2 separate regions of the Cyprinus carpio genome follow, and region 2 is linked to region 1. The links are chromatin contacts, called in public Hi-C maps. All regions are on one chromosome and are shown on one strand. Each heading gives the region's core, a stretch centred on a gene start, on an enhancer-like site or on the middle of the called end of the contact. The rest is flanking DNA. Distances are from core to core; before and after follow the strand shown.

The links. Hi-C and Micro-C count contacts between places; a contact is called where the count stands out from the background.
Region 2: a contact with region 1 is called in a Hi-C map of red blood cells, with 1.9 times the contacts expected there. The contact joins two enhancer-like sites. A contact is called at or near these places in 2 of 8 Hi-C or Micro-C datasets (liver and red blood cells).

The regions. Positions count from the first base shown.
Region 1 is chrB5:13,013,569-13,016,268 of ASM1834038v1, reverse strand. The region is part of intron 3 of LOC109060379 (flotillin-2a); the gene reads right to left. Among protein-coding and RNA genes, the nearest start is that of LOC109060379, 9.3 kb to the right of the region's middle. Within about 2 kb of position 1,403, at least 1 of the 8 cell types and tissues checked has an H3K27ac peak or open chromatin away from gene starts, as enhancers often do.
Region 2 is chrB5:13,068,335-13,071,034 of ASM1834038v1, reverse strand. All of the region lies in intron 2 of LOC109110478 (protein FAM222B-like), which reads right to left. Among protein-coding and RNA genes, the nearest start is that of LOC109060367, 29 kb to the right of the region's middle. Within about 2 kb of position 1,449, at least 1 of the 8 cell types and tissues checked has an H3K27ac peak or open chromatin away from gene starts, as enhancers often do.

The DNA.
Region 1 (2,700 bases), core at 154-2,653:
TAAAAGAAATAAAAATAAAATAATGTCAGGAATAACTAAAACATTTCAAATGCAACCAATGTGCAAACCCAAGGCCTGGATTTTCCACCACTTCACCAGTTATGAGTCTATGAGACACATTTTAAAACAATCTCTGTCCATGGCTGTGAAAAGGAAAGGAGAATGAAATCATGCATCAGAAAGAGAGGCCTGAGTTTTTGTAGGTTTAAGGTTCTGGCTAGAAGCCGCCCCTCTCTACTGAACTACAACCAGCTTCCCATTTAAATATAATTTTTTTTTTTCCCCAGAGCTGAAAAAAATCTGCATGTGGCCTGGTTATTTCAGCAGTGTGTGATTATGACGAAAGCTGATTTCAGTGCAGTGTCAAAGGTGAACTCTGGCTAGAGGGTGTTTGTTCATCCTCCCCGTAGTCGAGCAGTCATCAAACAGTTAAAGATGTGGTATTTTACAAGCAACTCAATACACAGCAGAATGATGCCACTAATGTGGGTGGGGGAAAACATTAGCTGTACAATGAATCTCAAATGACTCCACCGGAGTAATGCCCTGTGAAAGGCATCTGGTGATGGTTGGTTTAGTATGGCTGATGCTCCAGATAAATGTTCCAGGTCTGGAACCATATTTCCAAATATAAATTCTGAAATTACATTTTAAGGATTTTTTTTTTTTGGAATGAAGGACAGTTCACCCAAAGATTAATATTCAGTGCAAAAATTTGATGCAATAAACATTTTAACATTTTCATGTAGAGATTATATTTTCGATCGGATGGCGAAGAAAACTGGGCCAACCAACAACATTTGTACTTTTGGTTACATGCCCAAAGCTGCTGCTGTTACACAAAACCAGGGCATTTCTGCTTTTCTAAAATTGGTCTGAACAGACAATTTTTTTCTGCTGAATACTTTGGTGTGAACAGTCTTGATAGTCCAGTGTAAAAGTTCAGTATTACAGAATTTAATCAATAATGGAGTCTGATTGAGTTATTTCAGAATCAGCAGTCATTCAGGACAGACATGTAAATCAAAAATGTCAATAACAATGTAATGTGGTAGCATTTACAGTTAACATGGGGAGCCATGCTTTAACAAGCATTTAAATGAAGGCTGCGTGCACTGGTGACAATTTCCACCAAACTAAACAAAAAGAACCATTCAGATGTTGTGCTCAAGAGAAACCACAGCAATTGTGCAATCATGCAACACAGTAAAAACGAAAGTAGGGCAAGACTGAAAATCTTTTAGGATTAAAAATAAGACTTTCTCTTCTTGAAGCTTTCCAGGTTAAGAAAACAAAGTTATCATGAACTCAGAAAAATAAAAACACCACAGTGCTAGTATTATCTGTATCTTTGTTTGTTGGTGAACATGTATAAGGATTGATTCATAATAGAAAACAGACTCAAGGAGGAAGATATTGCAGAGGACTGGGTGGCCAACAGATAAGTGGGTCCATTATTTCAACAGCTGCAAGGCCTCCATTTACAAAACAAATGAGACAGACTTCCCACGGTTGCTCTAAAACTGAGGGGATATAACTAGGGATAATGATAAATTGATACGGATTGATGCAATCAATCAAATGAGAGACTAACAATATAATAAAACATAATAAATAAATATGGGAATAAATAGATGTGCACATTTTAGAGAGCACTGACTGAAAGACTGAAAAACATTCTTGACTGTTGTCAGTGCGTATCTCACTGGACAAGCCAATGATCAGATGACAGATGTGCAACTTAATTTTTCCCCCATTATTTTAGTATTCAGTATTTTTTTTAATGCCCCAACTGATCTCTCTATGGAGAGACCTTGAGTTCAAGCCTCTATGCAGACTGAATTGTGGAATGTCTTGTTTAAGTTCCTCATTCAATCACATGTGACTACCACAGATAATTGCCATGTAATGGCTGGACTGCCTCTTTGAGTTATAATGCTCTCATTGTTCACATCAGACTAAGTATTCACAGAGAGAAAATAACACTTGAAAAAAAGAATCAGGCTTTGAGAACTGAAATTAAAGATCTTACAATACAGGTGATATAAAATGCTCCGTTGTAACCATAGTGAAATTTGGTATTTCCTCTTGAAGTTGAGTTTTCAAAAGAGCAGAGAAATGTTCATTAGAGTTCAGTTACACACTGCAAGTTTTGGCACGCTGACAAACAAGAGCAATCAAAAAACTGTCAAGGTAAAGAAATCAAAGAATGAAACTAATCAGCATATAATTTCATCCAGAATCCTTTTGTCTGTTTGAGGAAAGCTTTTAGATGCTTAAAAAAAGAAAACAATTAAAAATATCTGTAACATCTACACTACACAAGGTCACAGAATGTGGCAACGTATTGGCTCTGTTCTAAAACCTAGTTTGTGGCATTATAAGGCACTCCCAATACGTGTAGATGAATTTAAGTAATTATGAAATTTCGAATTTTAGACATGTCCTTGTAGAACTTGTAATTACAACTACTTGTAAACTCAGAATTTTCAAGAGTTACAACTTATACCACCTGACCATTGTAATGTCATGAGAAAACATGAATGGCGATGGCTACAGTGGTAAAATGTAGTTATTTCATAAAACTTCTGTATAATAATTCTCATAACTGACTATTGTTAATGTCTCAATCTAATATCCTGCTAAATAAATTTTAACTTTATTAATAAGGCATTTGTTACTTGCTGTATTGTGGTTTTG
Region 2 (2,700 bases), core at 200-2,699, 55 kb before region 1:
ATGGAATTTTAAATCACTAACAAACACTACATTTTTAGCAAACATGATTTCCATGTGTAGCTGCAAATGTTCAAGTTGGTCGAGTAGACAACTTTGTAAAGCAAGAGTCTTCATGCATAGCTTACACTGTACAACTTTGTTATATCCTTTATCCTCTTTGAAAACAAAATAACTGTGAAATTTCCAGACATGAAAACGTTTTTCCCACCAGGAAGCATCCTGATTAATGTAGAGTAGCAGCGTCTCATCCCGCGTTTGAGGAGAGTAATTGTGGACGGTGTTATTTGCGCACGCACCAGCAGGTGGCTCACGCGTCAACGTGAGGGTCAACAGAACCAGGAATTATGATAAAGCAGCGCCTAAATAGCATTATTTTGTCAAAATACTCATTTATTTAATTTTAAACTAAACAAATGTAATCCTGATAGTATTCCCACTTTTTAGAAAATGTAACTGTAATCTGAATACTGTTTTTTAATCCGTTTTTGATGTAACTGTAACGAGTTACAGTTACTAGATTTTTGTATCCTGATTATGTAACGCCATATATATATATATATATATATATATATATATATATATATATATATATATATTATATATATATATATATATATATATATATATATATATATATATTCATTTTATATTTTATTATTCTTTTATTACATTTATAATTTATTAATTTTCCACTGTTTTATTTATTTATTTTTTTTTTTTAATTTTGTTTACATTTATTTAAAATAACCATTTTATTATTTTTGTTATTAGAAAATGTCTCATGATCTCTCAGAAATCATTCTAATATGCTGATTTGGTGCTCAATTAATGTTTCATATTGTTTTTCAGAATTAAGGATAAGAATAAAAATAAAAATAATATATGATCTAGAAATCAAACTTTTAAAATTAAACTACCTCATATATCTATGCGTTTTCAAGATAGTGAGAGTCCTAGTTTTCCAAAGGCGGGAAAAAGTTGTCAAGGGGGTGAATTAAAATCTGAAATATTTATCTGACTTTTTTTGGATTATTTCAAATGGCATCTGGTTTAAGTTTGCTAAGGCCCCCTGGTTGAAAATAACAGCATTAAGGCCTATATCACATAACAAACAAGAGATAATAAATCATTAAAGTGTATAATCTAATCTATTTCCCATGCCTACTCAAAGCATTCTGTCATCATTCCACTCCAGTTTCGCTCCAGTTTTTACATTTACCCAAGGTCAGCTCCCTATTACAAACTGACTTCAAAGCAACACATCAATACTGCATAGAGAGAACAGATACACAAAGAAGAGAATAAATGGCAACATTCTTATTTTAACTGTCGTTCTTTGCTGTACTCACTGACAGACACCACAGTTCACAATCCTCTACTGTTGTCCTGTGGGCTGTGCTGTACAGGGGAGATGGTCAAACAGACAGACCGCCTGGCTTTGTGACTGAAAATATTTCACAAGGGCATGTGACCATGGGAACAGACACATCAAACACAAGCAAATCGCCACAACTGAGCTGAACTTTCCACATTCCAGGAAACAGATAAAGCCTTGTCATGGAAGAAAACTCGCTGAGAATCTGCTTTGGCTCTAGATTATGATAAAACTGTCAGATGTTGTCTTACAACCTACTTATGTACACAAACGCCTGCTGTCAAGGAAAGGTGACATTTTGGATGTATTCAGTTCAGGGTTCCCACATTCCTTGAACAATATATTTCCATGATTTTCCATGTTTGCAGTTTAGAAGGATTTTAGAAATCAAAAACCAAAAAAGAAAAATGTAAAGTTCATTATAAAAAAAAAAAATCTAATTAAAAGTACAAAAAAACACTTCCAATGTCTAAAAATAACATCTCTGAAATGTTCTAATATTTCCAGATTTTCCATAAGTGTGACAACCTAGTCACTTGACTTGCTGGACTACTGCTATAATACTCTTTAGCATTTAGTATTTGCTCCTGACATTTATCTGAGACACGTTCAGATACGCACTCCATCGGTACATCACTTCCTCATCTCAAACACTCATTTTGTTCCCGTCTCAGCGTCCTACAATTGTGTGTTCAGAAGCGTGTGTGAGCAGAAAGCTGATCAGCCCACATCAGACTTTCAAGTTTGGCCTAACCCTTTTCTCTCTCAATAAGCCCTCAAACATCAATCAATGCAGATACAGTGCTGTTGACACAAAGAAAGAGGGCACTGCAGATTCCTGCAGTAACAAAGCTTATGAAGTGCATCTGATGGGGTCGATAAGCTTTTTACAGGCCGGTAAGTTGCTGTGAAACTGCAGGAGTGACCCAGGCATTTGAGAGGTGTCAGGGAGGTGAGCGTTTTCTAATCTTTACGAGAGAACAGCTTGTGCAAGCTTTAACACTGACTCACAGGAAACTGGGCACTGATGCATAAGCAGTAATGTCGCTAACAATGTGTGAGCGGGAGTGAACGAAGCCTTTTGGCCGCTTCTAATCAAATTCATCAGCACTCTGGTGCTCAACGCCGGCTCACCACAAAGCCCAAAATCTGCCCCGTATGTACAGCTAAAGCACAGCTACTTCAGCATCAAGTCTAAATACAAATAAAGAAATAAATGATACCAGTCTTTCTACAGTATCAGAAGAACAGTTTATCAAATGCTGTCTGAGCAATGTGTGAACTATTTGTGAAAGGTCAAATTCGAAAAAAAAATTCAGTGATGA